Regions from separate parts of the Gasterosteus aculeatus genome. Here region 1 is linked to region 2. Evidence: chromatin contacts called from public Hi-C data. All regions are on one chromosome and are shown on one strand. The core of a region is the stretch at or near the end of the contact, and the rest is flanking DNA. Distances in the headings are between cores, read along the strand shown.

Region 1 (3,380 bases), core at 627-3,126, 39 kb after region 2:
GGACTCTAAAGATGAGGACAAAGAACACACAGCGTGTTTGAGTACACGTTTTGTATAACCTTAAAGTTGAGTCGTACATTTAGGCATCAATAATAAGGGATTTAATATAATGAATGTTGAAATGTGACCTATAGTTCTTCCCCCTTACTGTGAGATTTACAGTTGCATGGCTTTACAATGAAACCGCTTATCGGGAAGAGTTGTGAATAATTGAATTGAATTCATTTTATTTTGTATAGCCCATAATCGCAAATTACAAATTTGCCTCAGAGGGCTTTACAGTCTGTACACATATGACATCCTCTGTCCCGAAACCCATCATCGGCACAGGAAAAACTCCCCAAAAAATGAATAAAACCCTTCCAAGAGGGAAAAAAGGGAAGAAACTTTAGTGAGAACGTCAGAGGAGGGATCCCACTCCCGGGATGGACAGACTACAATGGATGCCATGTGTACAGAATGAACAATGTATAATACATGCAATTATATGACAGAAATTATTCAAGTAATTGTGAGTAGTAAGCCAGGCGCACAGCAGGACCACTGCAGGGGCAACCACCATCACATAGAACCATCAGATAGAACCACCATCAGATAGAACCACCATCAAATAGAACATCAGACAGAACCACCATCAGACAGAACCACCATCAGACAGAACCACCATCAGGTAGAACCACCATCACATAGAACCACCATCACATAGAACCACCATCAAATAGAACATCAGACAGAACCACCATCAGATAGAACCACCATCAGACAGAACCACCATCAGACAGAACCACCATCAGATAGAACCACCATCAGATAGAACCACCATCTGACAGAACCACCATCCACAGAAGCCTGTGGGGAGGGAGAGCACAAAGAGGAGAGGGTAATGTTGGTTTATGATTACAGTAATATGATTAATATTTAAAATGATAATGATGAGGATGGCAGCAGCAGATGTCAGCAAGGCCACGGCATGATGTTCATTTACTAAATGATGGTTCACTTAAAGTCAAACAAACCATTAAGCAGGGGATGCTTTAGGCCGGGGCTACCTTGTGACTGACAGATCTACCTGTCTAACTAAACCAATGGGTGATGACGATGGGTGATCTCCTGTCATTGGAGCCACACAGACCTGGCATGAAGCAATCTCCATTTTCAGTACACCATTGGCAGCTGGCCAATAGAGGGTAATGGGGCGGCGCCCCTCCTTGAAAAGAAAAAAGAAATAATATTAAATTATTTAAAAAAAAAATTGAAATATGGAATGTCCCCAGTAATATTAAATAAATGTTTGATGATATGATATCTACGCAAAAGATTTCCCTGCACGTCCCTGCCTATTGTGTGTTTTAGCTGAGCTAGGGGCGGGTCTAAGAAGCATTTCAGCCAATTGCTGACTAAATAAAAAAAATTAAGACATAAGATTTAGCCAATCAGCATCCTTACATAAACTCAGCCTGGGACTTTGGTTTTGCTTTTTGCCGCAGATATTTAAAAACACAGGATCGAAGTGTGCACGTGCAACATGGGTTTTTTACATCTTATGCGTGACTGCTGCATTTGTCATTGTAACGTTCTAAAAAATTGGATGACACACATATTAAATATATAAATCCCAAGAATAAACTGTAAAAAACGAATTTAAGTTTTATTTAATACATTTGATTTGAATTTGCCACATCCTCCGAACTCTGTCTCTGCCTTCAGACATTGAACTACAGGCATTGGTGGGGAACAGAAGAGGCTTTGGGGGGGGGGGGGGCATTTTATAATCAAGCAGCCTCTGAACCCATTAGTCACACTGTAGTCTGACTGTAGTCTGACGCCCACAACCTAGTAACAGCTAAAGGCCTCCACGGGACTATGCGTCGGACGGAGCTGCCTACAAAGTACACAGCAGCTACAAAGGAGGACAAACGCGGCACAACCCTGAGACCACCATGCTGCTCCCACCCGGAGCACTGAGGTCCTTCGCTGAGGACGTCTCTCCTCAACCGGGACTAAGTGGTTCTGCCGCCTAACCCTAACGTTTCTTAAAAATAGTGGTTAGTGTCAATAAATCAATAGTTTTGTGGGTTTTGAGGGTCATTCGGACAAATGTGGGGGGAGGGGAAGAATGGAAGGTCCAGGTGAAGCTGATTGAAAGATTGCAAAGTGTGCAAAGCAGTCATTACAGGTCTAACATATTAAACACATTCTGGTTTGTTAAGCATTTTTTGTCTATTGCAATCCGATGTGTTCCTTCATAAATTTGATGTCTCCCAGTGTCCCAAACCACCGACTGGAGGGCTGCGTTGGTCGGCGATGAGCAGCCTCAGGAGGACGCAGCCGACCGAGTGAGACGCAGCCTGTATGCTGTATCAATGAAATAAATGTTCAGACCCTTTAGAATCCTTCAGAGCTCTGTGCACGGCAGCCACGTTCTTCCGTCGAACTGGTCAAATTTTTCTACAATCTACAGTGCAGTGTAATTTGGACCAATTTATCTGGTGTTACATTTTATTGTTTATGCAATGACTCTTAACGGAGTTATTCAGCGGCTGCAGTGCTGTTGCCATGACACTCACTGGGACACAACATGAACGTCAGCAGGGTCAGTCCACATAAAGCCCCCTCCCTCAGGCTTCCCCATGCACAGGGACATATAGACCTGCAGTGTGGTCCTTACATTCCACTTTACCCGGTTGTTCCAAAGTATAAACTCAGTTCTTTAGTTTATTCCCCAGAATGAAAATAAAGGAAGTACTTAACCTGATTGCCTGTCCCATATTGTATAGTAGTAGTGGTATTAGAAAAAAAAACGTAGATGCTCAGTTATGATCAAATGCACGATACGAATAGGTTGTTATGGTAACCATGCATTTGCCAACTTGTGTGGGTCCAGAACAAGACACAACAACAAATAACCATTTACCTCTTCTGACTATGTAGCAAACTAATGACATCCATGTGTTACATCGTCCACATCAGTCTTTTCTTCTTCTTTGTGCATTTTATTAAATTGTTTCCTATAACTATTTTCTCCTGCAGTCGTCAACACGCCATCCGGGAAATGTTTGCAGTAAAATATGAGCGAGCACTTGTGTTCGGCTTCCTGTTTGGCTTGGTGAAGGACCCCACGGAGAGACAGCTGATCAGATAGGACCTGTCTGCTGTCCACGCCTCACATGCTGGGCTCCTCGGGTTTGCAGCTTTATCAGCATCCTGGGTGCCTGATTTCCTTTTTTAGGAAAATGGATCTCAGTGGGGGTCAGTGGTCAAGAAGTTGCGATTGTAAAGAGGTCCTTCTCAATCTGTCTATCAGGTCTATTTGTGCCGCTGAATCACTCAGCAGTGATTTACAGGTTTACTCACCACGGTCGGCTGGAGGGGTTTGAACT
Region 2 (3,024 bases), core at 79-2,578:
GCATCTGCACAAGTGCAAAAGTGAGGCAACGACTTTTGGAGGATGGCCTGGTGTCAAGAGGGGCAGCAAGGAAGCCACTTCTCTCCAGGAAAAATATCAAGGACAGACTGATATTCTGCAAAAGGTACAGGGATTGGACTGCTGAGGACTGGGGTAAAGTCATTTTCTCTGATGCCTTTTGCCTTTTCCAGCATGATGGGGCACCTTGCCATAAGGCTAGAGTGATAACTAAGTGGCTCAGGGAACAAAACACCGAACTTTTGGGTCCATGGTCAGGAAACTCTGTAGACCGTAATCCCATTGAGAATTTGTGGTCAATCCTCAAGAGGCGGGTGGACAAACAAAAACCCACAAAGTCTGACAAGCATTGATTATGCAGGAATGGGCTGCCATCAGTCAGGATGTGGCCCAGAAGTTAATTGACAGCATGCCAGGGCAAATTGCAGAGGTCTTGAAAAAGAAGGGTCAACGCTACAAATGTTGAATCTTTGCATAAACTCTATGTAATTGTCAATAAAATATTTTGACACTTATTAAAATGCCTGTAATTATACTTCAGTATACCATAGTAACATCTTACAAAAATATCTAAGAACACTGAAGCAACAAACTTTGTGAAAACCAATAAATGTGTCATTCTCAAAACGTTTGGCGACAGCTGTACACACTAATCATAATCCATACGTTTTTACTCATTTCCACTGGGAAAATTACATTGTTTACTCTGTTTGTTAGAATGCCTGTGAAAGAGTCCATGGGGAGTTTTTATTCCAACCAGCCATCCCAAACCTGTTGATTCATATTCTTTCCATTAGTTGTTAGCTAGGAGTTAACTAGTTAACTACTGTTAGCTAGGAGTGCACATTGCTCAGTTGTGGAGGCTAATTGTCATGAATTCTACTGTGGGGAATAAGCATGCAGCATTGGTGGCAAGAAGACAAGAAGCCATGGAAGCAGCTCGCACGAAGATGCAACAGGAGCTCGGTGCCAAAGCCGAAGAGATGAAGCGATGAAGAGGACGGTACGGTCATGTACATATTTGATGGACTGTGAAGAAAATCCAGAAAAGGACGTGACATGTTCAAGAAAACACTAGTCTATAACGTAACAGAGATCTTATTTTATTCATATGTGGAAACTGCGCTAAAATACACCTGATGCAGAGTACTTGAATGAATGAGGAAATGAAAGCCGATGTGTGATTGGCTGGGCTGCTGTCAGAGGGAGGAGCCTGTGAAAGACGAAAGAAAACCAGGTGACGTTGACAGGCTCAGTTACCATGGTGACTGACCCTAAGCTTTAGTAACCTCCCTTTGTGAAACAGACAAGCCAGAGTTTCCCTCATCTCAGGGTTAACAAACTGAGTTTCCACTAAACCCGCTTCATGAAACGGACCCCAGGAGCTCACACTGATGGTAACAGCAGATTGTGACAAATTACACATTTACAACCAAAGAAGAAGAGTCATTCACAAAGCCTCTGAGGCTGCCTGACTGGATGCCAGACCAAACTGGATTAGTAGCTCTACACGTGACAACCATCTCAGAGAGTACACAGCGCCGGTCTCTGGCAACCACACGGACTCTCTTACTTGGCAAGGAAACACGTTGTAGGTTCTGATGCCGTGTAGCAAAATGGTCAGAAGAGACTCAGATCGGATTTTGTTGACTGAACTGTGCGTCCACAGCACCCAAACACAGCAGAGCTACCGTGAAGCACTATGGCTTTTCTCTGACAATTATTTAAGAGGTTAAAGGGAAAGTAGATGCAGCTTCGTCTCCTCACAGTCTTAATGGAAAGCTGCTGCTCTGGTAGCAGCAGGTCCCATGAACACCACACAGGGCCTCAGAAGGAAAATGCAGCTTGTCACTTGCTTTTGGAAGAGGTTACTCAAAAAGGAAGAAATTGAGTATTTGTTGTGAACCACGTGTTTGGTTTGCTTCATGCTTCTGTGTGCTTTCGGGCGTCAATGTTTGACACTAACATATTTCATCGATATAGGGATGGCCTTCATTTAAAAATGTTTTTAAGAATAGTGTCAGATTGAATAAATGAATGATGCAGTGTTTGATCAATTACATTTCATTACGTAATAATGAAATGCCCCCCCCCCCTGTCATTCAAATTCAAGCCCTTCGGCCGTGTGGACAGGAAGGACTGTTAGATGTGCAATCCCTTATATATGTACAAGCGACGAGGTTTTTCCAGGACCTTAATACATTTAACTTCTGTGGAAAGAGAACCCACACAAAACTACTGTAGACCACGGCACCGACCACGTGGAGGAGCTGCAGGCCAGGCAGCTGCCTTGTGGCTGTTCTGCTAGAAATACCTTTTGGGGAGGTTTTCTTATGAAGAACAAACGTAGGTCTGCTATAACAAAACAAATATATAACAACAAACAACTCTTCACCTCTAAAACCTTACAAAAACTGAAAATACGACACAGGTGACTATAACATATGTTTTTCTGTTCCATCTTCACACTGAAATTGACATTACTTGTGAGCAAAAACATGAGCCTGGATTATTAATGCAGGCTCATTTTTCTGCTGCTTTCAAAGTGCTGCTACGTGGAGAAGTTGTTGGTGACTATTATATACAGTATTCTGGTGTCACAATCATTATTTAGGCAGTAAATAACTGAGACATATAACTAATATTATCATAGTTGTTTCAGTCGTTTGACTCTAAAAGCAATTTGAGAGCAACTGAAGGTCACAGACGGGTTTATTGACCACGTTTTGGGGGATTTTCATGTAAAAGTTGAGCGCTTCATCGTTCAATCAAATTGGGGAACGTCAATGGAACTACAATTCCCAGAGGGCATTTCTGCCAGCTTTAAATCAACAGTCTCGAACTTATAGAGCGTAGGAAGCAGTAGTCAGGTTGAAGCTATTCTCTGGGGTATTTTTTGTTTTTAAAAACAGATATAGCGACGAGTTTTGAATTCGCCTCCGCACCTCATGCTGGATTAATCTCCATGGCAACGGCGGCTGAGGCTCATGGGTACTGTAGTCTATC

The links. Hi-C and Micro-C count contacts between places; a contact is called where the count stands out from the background.
Region 1: a Hi-C map of liver shows a contact between it and region 2, with 2.7 times the contacts expected there. The contact joins the enhancer-like site here to the promoter of chsy1 in region 2. A contact is called at or near these places in 5 of 6 Hi-C or Micro-C datasets (liver, skeletal muscle, tail fin and 1 more).

Annotation. Positions count from the first base shown.
Region 1 is chr12:1,510,750-1,514,129 of fGasAcu3.hap1.1, forward strand. No RefSeq gene overlaps it. Among protein-coding and RNA genes, the nearest start is that of chsy1, 39 kb to the left of the region's middle. Within about 2 kb of position 1,877, at least 1 of the 9 cell types and tissues checked has open chromatin away from gene starts, as enhancers often do. A contact at or near this core is called in liver, where this site is marked.
Region 2 is chr12:1,472,403-1,475,426 of fGasAcu3.hap1.1, forward strand. chsy1 (chondroitin sulfate synthase 1) reads left to right here and starts at 1,329. Exons shown (of 3, transcript XM_040164490.2): 1 at 1,329-3,024.